2 separate regions of the Cricetulus griseus genome follow, and region 1 is linked to region 2. The links are chromatin contacts, called in public Hi-C maps. All regions are on one chromosome and are shown on one strand. Each heading gives the region's core, a stretch centred on a gene start, on an enhancer-like site or on the middle of the called end of the contact. The rest is flanking DNA. Distances are from core to core; before and after follow the strand shown.

What was found. Hi-C and Micro-C count contacts between places; a contact is called where the count stands out from the background.
Region 1: a contact with region 2 is called in a Hi-C map of the CHK-Q cell line, with 4 times the contacts expected there. The contact joins the enhancer-like site here to the promoter of Garem1 in region 2. A contact is called at or near these places in 2 of 8 Hi-C or Micro-C datasets (the CHK-Q cell line and fibroblasts).

What each region holds. Positions count from the first base shown.
Region 1 is chr2:215,791,567-215,794,816 of CriGri-PICRH-1.0, forward strand. The region is part of intron 2 of Garem1 (GRB2-associated and regulator of MAPK protein 1); the gene reads left to right. Among named protein-coding and RNA genes, the nearest start is that of Garem1, 63 kb to the left of the region's middle. Within about 2 kb of position 1,440, at least 1 of the 6 cell types and tissues checked has open chromatin away from gene starts, as enhancers often do.
Region 2 is chr2:215,728,989-215,732,114 of CriGri-PICRH-1.0, forward strand. Garem1 (GRB2-associated and regulator of MAPK protein 1) reads left to right here and starts at 1,503. Exons shown (of 7, transcript XR_004768373.1): 1 at 1,503-1,980.

The sequences.
Region 1 (3,250 bases), core at 190-2,689, 63 kb after region 2:
TTGTTTTTGATTTTTTGAGACAGGGTCTCTCTACATAGCCTTGGTTGTCAGTGAACTCACTCTATAGACCAGTCTGGTCTCAATCTTCCAAGTGCAGGATTAAAGGTGTGTACCACCACACCCAGCCTGTAGATCTAACTTTCTAAGTACCACTGAACATGAGGCCTTTGAAGCAAGGGATTCTTCTTGCTCACCTCTCAAAAGGAAGGAAGGAAGGAAGGAAGGAAGGAAGGAAGGAAGGAAGGAAGGAAGGAAGGAAGGAAGGAAGGAAGGAAACTATCAACTTAGCATGGTGGCCTATGCTTGTAGAGGAGTCTGAGTAGGAAGTTCATGAGTTCAAGGTCAACCTGATCACATATAGCAATTTCCAGGTCAGCCTGAACTGCATAGTGATACCTTGTCTCTAAACACCAACAACAGCCAAAAATAGAACAAAAACATACCAAGACATGGCTTTAAGAAACCAAAGAGGTGAGCCTGGCTCTGGTGGGCAAGGCCTGTGATCCCAGCAACTAGGAGAGAAGGCAGAAATAGAAACATTACAAATTCAAGGTCAGGCTGGGGTGCACACAGAGTTCAAGGCCAGACTGGGCTACTTAGTAAGAACCTATCTCAAAGCAGAAAGTAAATAGCTAGAGCTCAGGGTGGAGCATTTTTTAGTATGTGTGAAGCATAGCTTCAATCCCCATTGCAGACAGGAAAGAGGAGCAGAGGGGAGGAGAAGGAAAGGGAATTGAGACATGGATTGGAATTTAAGATGCTTGTGTGTCTAGGCTCCCCCACCTTGGCAGGTGATAAAATTCTGAGTGTGTTCATGAGAATTTAAATCACTCCATGAACTGCTTGTTATCATTGTGGATGAACAGATTGCTCCTGGGACATAAGTATCTGAGGTAAACTCCAGCCTCACTAGCTTCTATTTTTAAATTCCCACCTTCCTGTGAATCCGGTCAATCTCTAACAAGCTAAGATTATCTCAGTGCCTTCTCCCTGGGCTGCACCCCATGTAACAAGAAGGGATGCTGGCATACACATTTGGTAGACTTATACAGTCTGCACAGCCCCTACTCAGCAAAGCACCAGGGTTTATGTGGCAGTGCCTGTTTCTAAAGATGTGACATGTGCAGTGTCTAGCTCACGACAAAATTATAATAGTGTGCTATCTAATATAACCTTGAATTGTAATTACTGAACAAAGGGAAATGTTGAAACAAATGATTTCATTCTCCTGAGTTACAAGTTTAATTAGCATGAATCATAAGTTTGCAAAAGTAACTGCTAGTGTTGAACCACAGTTTTCATACTTGCTCTGCATACAATCAGTGATAAAAATGGAAAGTCACAAACTTGCCTTTGGGAAGTCCTGGGAACTGACATCTTAGGCCAAAGAACACTTATCCCAGACAGGCTGGCCATTATTAATTATTAACATCAAGCAAGCAAGCAGCATCCATGATTGCATTGCTTGGCCACAGTAAATGGGTAAACTTCAGCTAGTGCTCATTGTTCTCTAGTCTTTTCACCCAGCCTTGTATTGTTTCACACAACTAGCACAACAAACTCACTAAGGCCTCTTCTCTCATTCCTCACATTTTGCAAAAATACAAATGAGGTTCCAGGATGTTAAGTCTCTGATGTAACACAGCCAATACGTATGATTGGAAGCTGGGACACATGGCTCCAGGGCTTCTCTCACTGTAATCTCTTGGGAAGTTTGTAGAGGCACTTTGTGTCATCTATACATCCTAGACCTGTTAGAACTAGCTGGTATGTTGGCTTCCTTGAGGCTCACCCCGTGTTCTTAGAGGAAAAGTCAGTAGATAGTGTTGGTTTTTAGCTTTTTGCTGTGCACATTATCAGTAGTCAACCCTCCTTCTCGTAGTGGAGTGGACAGTTGCTGGGCTTGGAGTCCCATTCATTACTGGAGGAATCTTCTGCCTACCAACTAAGGAAGCAGGTAGTCCTCACCAGGGTATTCTCGAGGACTGAAACTAGGAAAGCTAACTGGTAATGGAGTTAGCAGCCAGTGGGCACTGAAGACAGCAGTGAGGATCAGTGGTTTTCATCAAGACTTTTGTACTAAAGGGACACAAGAGAACATAGGAATGAAAAGCTTTTATTATTTCATTTTCAGAAAATAAAGCAATCTCAAGACTCTACTAGGCTAAATGGAATAACTCGAGGGAAAGAGAAAGAAACTAAGTAATGCAATTGCCTGGTGTCTGGCAAATTGTCCAGCAAGGAGATCCATTCCTCACACCTCAAAGTCACACTGACATGCTTAGCAAAAGACAGGTTGATAAAAGAAAAGCTAATAGGTTTGTTTTCTCTAGTTTTACACAGCCCATAGCCTTCAAAGTGAAGATGCTCAGGGCATGAAGACGGTCCACTTTTGTGTTTGATTCAGGATGGATATGACTGTTATGAAGGGTAGGGACTGAGAAGGAGGGCATGCAAGGTGTGTCCGTTTTAACTCTTGGCATTTCTGGGTGGCCTGTCCTCTTCCCCAGAGTAGGGCAGGACTCCTGCTAGAAGGAGGGTCAACAAGCCAGAGTCACACAAAGAGGAATACTGTGCCATCTCCCACACAGAAGCAAGGGCCTGGGGAAGATTAGAGTTCCTTCTAGGGTTCTGAGTGGCTTTGGAAAAGAGGGGTTTTTAGGACCCTCCTTGGGAAAGTGGAGTTCTCTGTTTCTGAAGAGAAACAGGTTGGAGAGAAAAAAGTGGCAAGCAGAGGTTAATAAAAGCTGCTTCTGCTTCTCTTTAGTTCAAACAGCAGTACACCAAAGCCTACCCTGTTGTAACACCTCCTCACATGCTCCCCACCCTATTCTACTTATTTCTGGCCAGAGAGAAATTCGTACTCAACTCAAGGCAACAATGCAAACATTCCTAAAACAGCAAATTGAAGATTGCCACCAACCCTTGAAAGAGCTTCAGTGTGGCTAATGCACTTCTCCTTGCTTCAAATACTAACCCAGGGTGCACTGGCAGTGGGCTCAGGCTTCAGTGCCTGCTCCTCAACAGCAGTCATAATGACCCAAGGAAATTGATGTGTTTTACTGATTTTGTTAGATGTGCCATTGCTGTCCCAATTATGATAGGAATTATCCTTGTTTTCGTAAGATAGTGTTATTAAAAGGTAATATGTATAATTTTTTAATGGAAGAGATGGAAGAGACTATGAGCCAACACACTCATAGTTATGTGGCATCATATGGTGGTTCTGTAAATACTAATAAAATACCTT
Region 2 (3,126 bases), core at 253-2,752:
AAGGTTTATTTTCAGAAATGACTTAAGCTATTTAGAAAAAATGGTACTCAGCACTATATGGTTTTGAAACATGTGAGTTATGGACCTTTGATGTATTTTTTCCTTCACACCTGAAAAAAATTGTCATGAATGACACAGAACGCAAAACTTTAGCCGAAGCGTTTAGTAGATACTATAACTAATATTCTGAAGTGAGAGGCCCAGGAAGGAAGTGTGAAATAATCTCGTGTTTTTCCTCAAAACTAAACGCACTGGCTTCTTTATGGGAACAGATTTTTCTTAAACCAGCCCTCTAAGAAGCAGTGGGATTGTTTCATGGCCCCTGGGTGCTTGCTCTGCCTCTTATAGACTGAACACCTAATACTGAAAGCGTGTTGATGGAACAGGTTCACCTCAGGAGCTGCTCATCTCTCTAGCTGAACTTCATGAAAAAAAAAAAAAAAAAAAAAAAAGCAACACACAAGTCCGGGCTTTGCCTGGAAACTAGGGACCTCGTAATCCCTTCTATTATCTGAGCTCTGGCCACAACAAGCAAACCCTATTTCAAGACTGTGGGCAACATTATTATGGAAAGCAACCTGTGGGTTAAATGCTAGCACCGCTTCCCAAGAGTTGTGCCATTTTGTGACATCCCCGAAAGTTCTGGTAGCATGTTTAGGAAAGGGGATTTATCTATCAGAAGAGAACCTCTCTGCGCGTTGGAGGAGGATGACCTCCTGGACGTTGACACTCCACAGCTTTCTGCGTCTGGGAATCTTTTGCATCCTGCCTTGCAGCCACACTTGAACTGATCACAGAAACTTTCATCTCCGTCTATGGAGTCATGGAGTCAGGAAGCACCACCGATGGCTAACTCCACGGGCTGGCTCTTTCCCGCCCCGGTCCCTATAGCCAGGAAAACCTGCTGTAGCTGCCAGAGGCAACATCAGAGTTCGCCACTGCCGACCATGAAGAGCGCTGGCTGCACCGCGGGCACCGGGAAGGACGCGCCGGGCGAGGCTGCAGGGCGCGCGAGCGGTCGGACGGGGGAGCGAGAGCCAAAGCTTGCGGAGCGCAGCCGAGCGGGTACCACAGTCCCGGGAGCCGCCTCGGAGGGAGGCAGAGCTCCTAGCTAGAGAAATGTGCGGGAGGCGGGGCCTGTAGGAGGCGGAGCTAGGGAGGCGGGGCCTATGGGTACTGTGGTTGAGGAGGCGGGGCTAGGTTAAGGAAGGCGGCGCCAGAGGAAGGCGGGGTTATGTGTGGGCGGGAACTGTGAAAGGCTGAGCCTACTCGGAGGTAGGCGGAGCTAGTGGTGGAGCCCGCGTTCCAGGGAGGTGAAGCCTCGGCTCCAGAGAGGTGGAGCTAGTGGCGTGGAGGCGGGATCCGAGGAAAAGAGGCGAGGTCCGAGTCGGAGAGGCGGAGCCTGTGCCCCAGGGAGGCGGAGTCCCCGGTGGGAGGCGGGCACGGAGGCGGTGCCAGGGCGGGCTGCGCAGGCGTCCCATGCCCCTTGTTGATTAGTCAGTGCCGGGAGCGCTGCTATGGCGTTCCTCCGACCCGCGGCTCCTCCTCACACTGTGCTCGAGGCGGAGGCTAGGAGGGGCCCGAGGAGGAGGCGGGCGGCCGGCCGCCGCAGCTGCAGAGCCGGGCCAGGGGAGGCGGAGGAGGAGAGGAGCCGCCGCAGCCAGCCGGGCCGCCTGCAGCGCTCCCCTGGCTTGAGGGCGCGGGGCGCCAGCCATGCCTCGGTGTGGCCGCTGAAGGCGGGTGCCGGCGTCCCCGCCGCTGTGCCTCGCTGCCCGGCTGCCCGCGGCGGGAGAGCGAAGCCGCCCGCCAGCCAGCGGTGGAGCGGGCGCGGGAGCGCGGGGCCGGAGGAGGTGGGGAAGATGGACCCGGTGCCCTCGTTGGGCTGCAGCCTCAAGGATGTGAAGTGGAGCCCAGTGGCTGTGCCGCTCGACCTGCTGGTCAGCACTTACCGGCTGCCCCAGATCGCGCGGCTGGACAGCGGTGAGTACCGGCGGGGCGCGCGGGTGCCAGGAAGGGTGGGACCCGGGGGGGGGCGGGGGCAGTGCTCGCCCCTGGCTGTCTAGTTGGCCTGCGAGGGCTGCCGCAGCCCTGGCGCGGCACTCCACTCCCCCCCAGCAGCAGCAGCCGCCGTCGCCAGAGAGGTGCAAATCAGAACCCTTGCAGTGCAGTTAATAAGGGCACCTTAAAAAAAAAAATCAACATCGTGGAAACCTGCAGATAGTAACCTTGGATGCAAGAATTACTCAATCTGGGAACCCTGAAGTTGTCTTAGGCAACTTCCTGACGAAAATAATTGGGCTCTGGGTGGTATCTTGTTTGGGGTGCTCTCTCCAACCGGTCTTCCCTATGTCTGCCAAGAAACTGCAGATTTCAGAGGAAAAGCTCCCGGGTGACCCAATGAAAACGATCACGTTTCTTGGAGATCTTTTATTACAGCTCGTCTACTCTGTTTAACACAACAACGAGTGATTTAGGGTTGTGTGCAGAAAATGTCTTTAGCAGAAGTGATGGTATGCTTACGGTTAATTATTAGCATAGCGCGCTTCCAGCTTAGAAAAAATATTTTAAGCCGCTAAAGCATATTGATTTGCAATCTGAGCTCTGAACCAAGAAATGCCTGTATTTCCTGAAACTGACCACAAGAAAACAACCAAGAACACCGCCCCCCACCACACACACTGATTATTCTGCACTGTGACATATGCAAACAAATATGTAGATGTGCTACTGTCAGTCAAGTGGACACCTTTAGTTTTGAGATGTTGGAGGGGACAGTTTAAGTTGTGTCTGTTTTTTTTGCACTTGTAACTTCACCCAGTTAAGCTTCTTGGGACTTCAGATTGTAGGAAGAAGTCTGCTCTGCTGTAGGGCAGCCGGGCGGGCTGGCACCAGGCAGGCACATAGATAGAGCTGTGGTCACACACAAGCCAGATCAAAACTGGTCTGAACAGAAGGATGCCGTTTCTTCAAGTCACAGGCACTTGCCTTATGTCTTGCTTTCTAGAGTAAAGTGTGTTTCATATGAGATGTGTAAGTGCCCCCAAAGAGGTCTTATTCTATTGCTTGTCTGTAAGGCTAGACTAGACACTGAAACACTGACAAGAGAATTAATAAATGAGAAAGTTT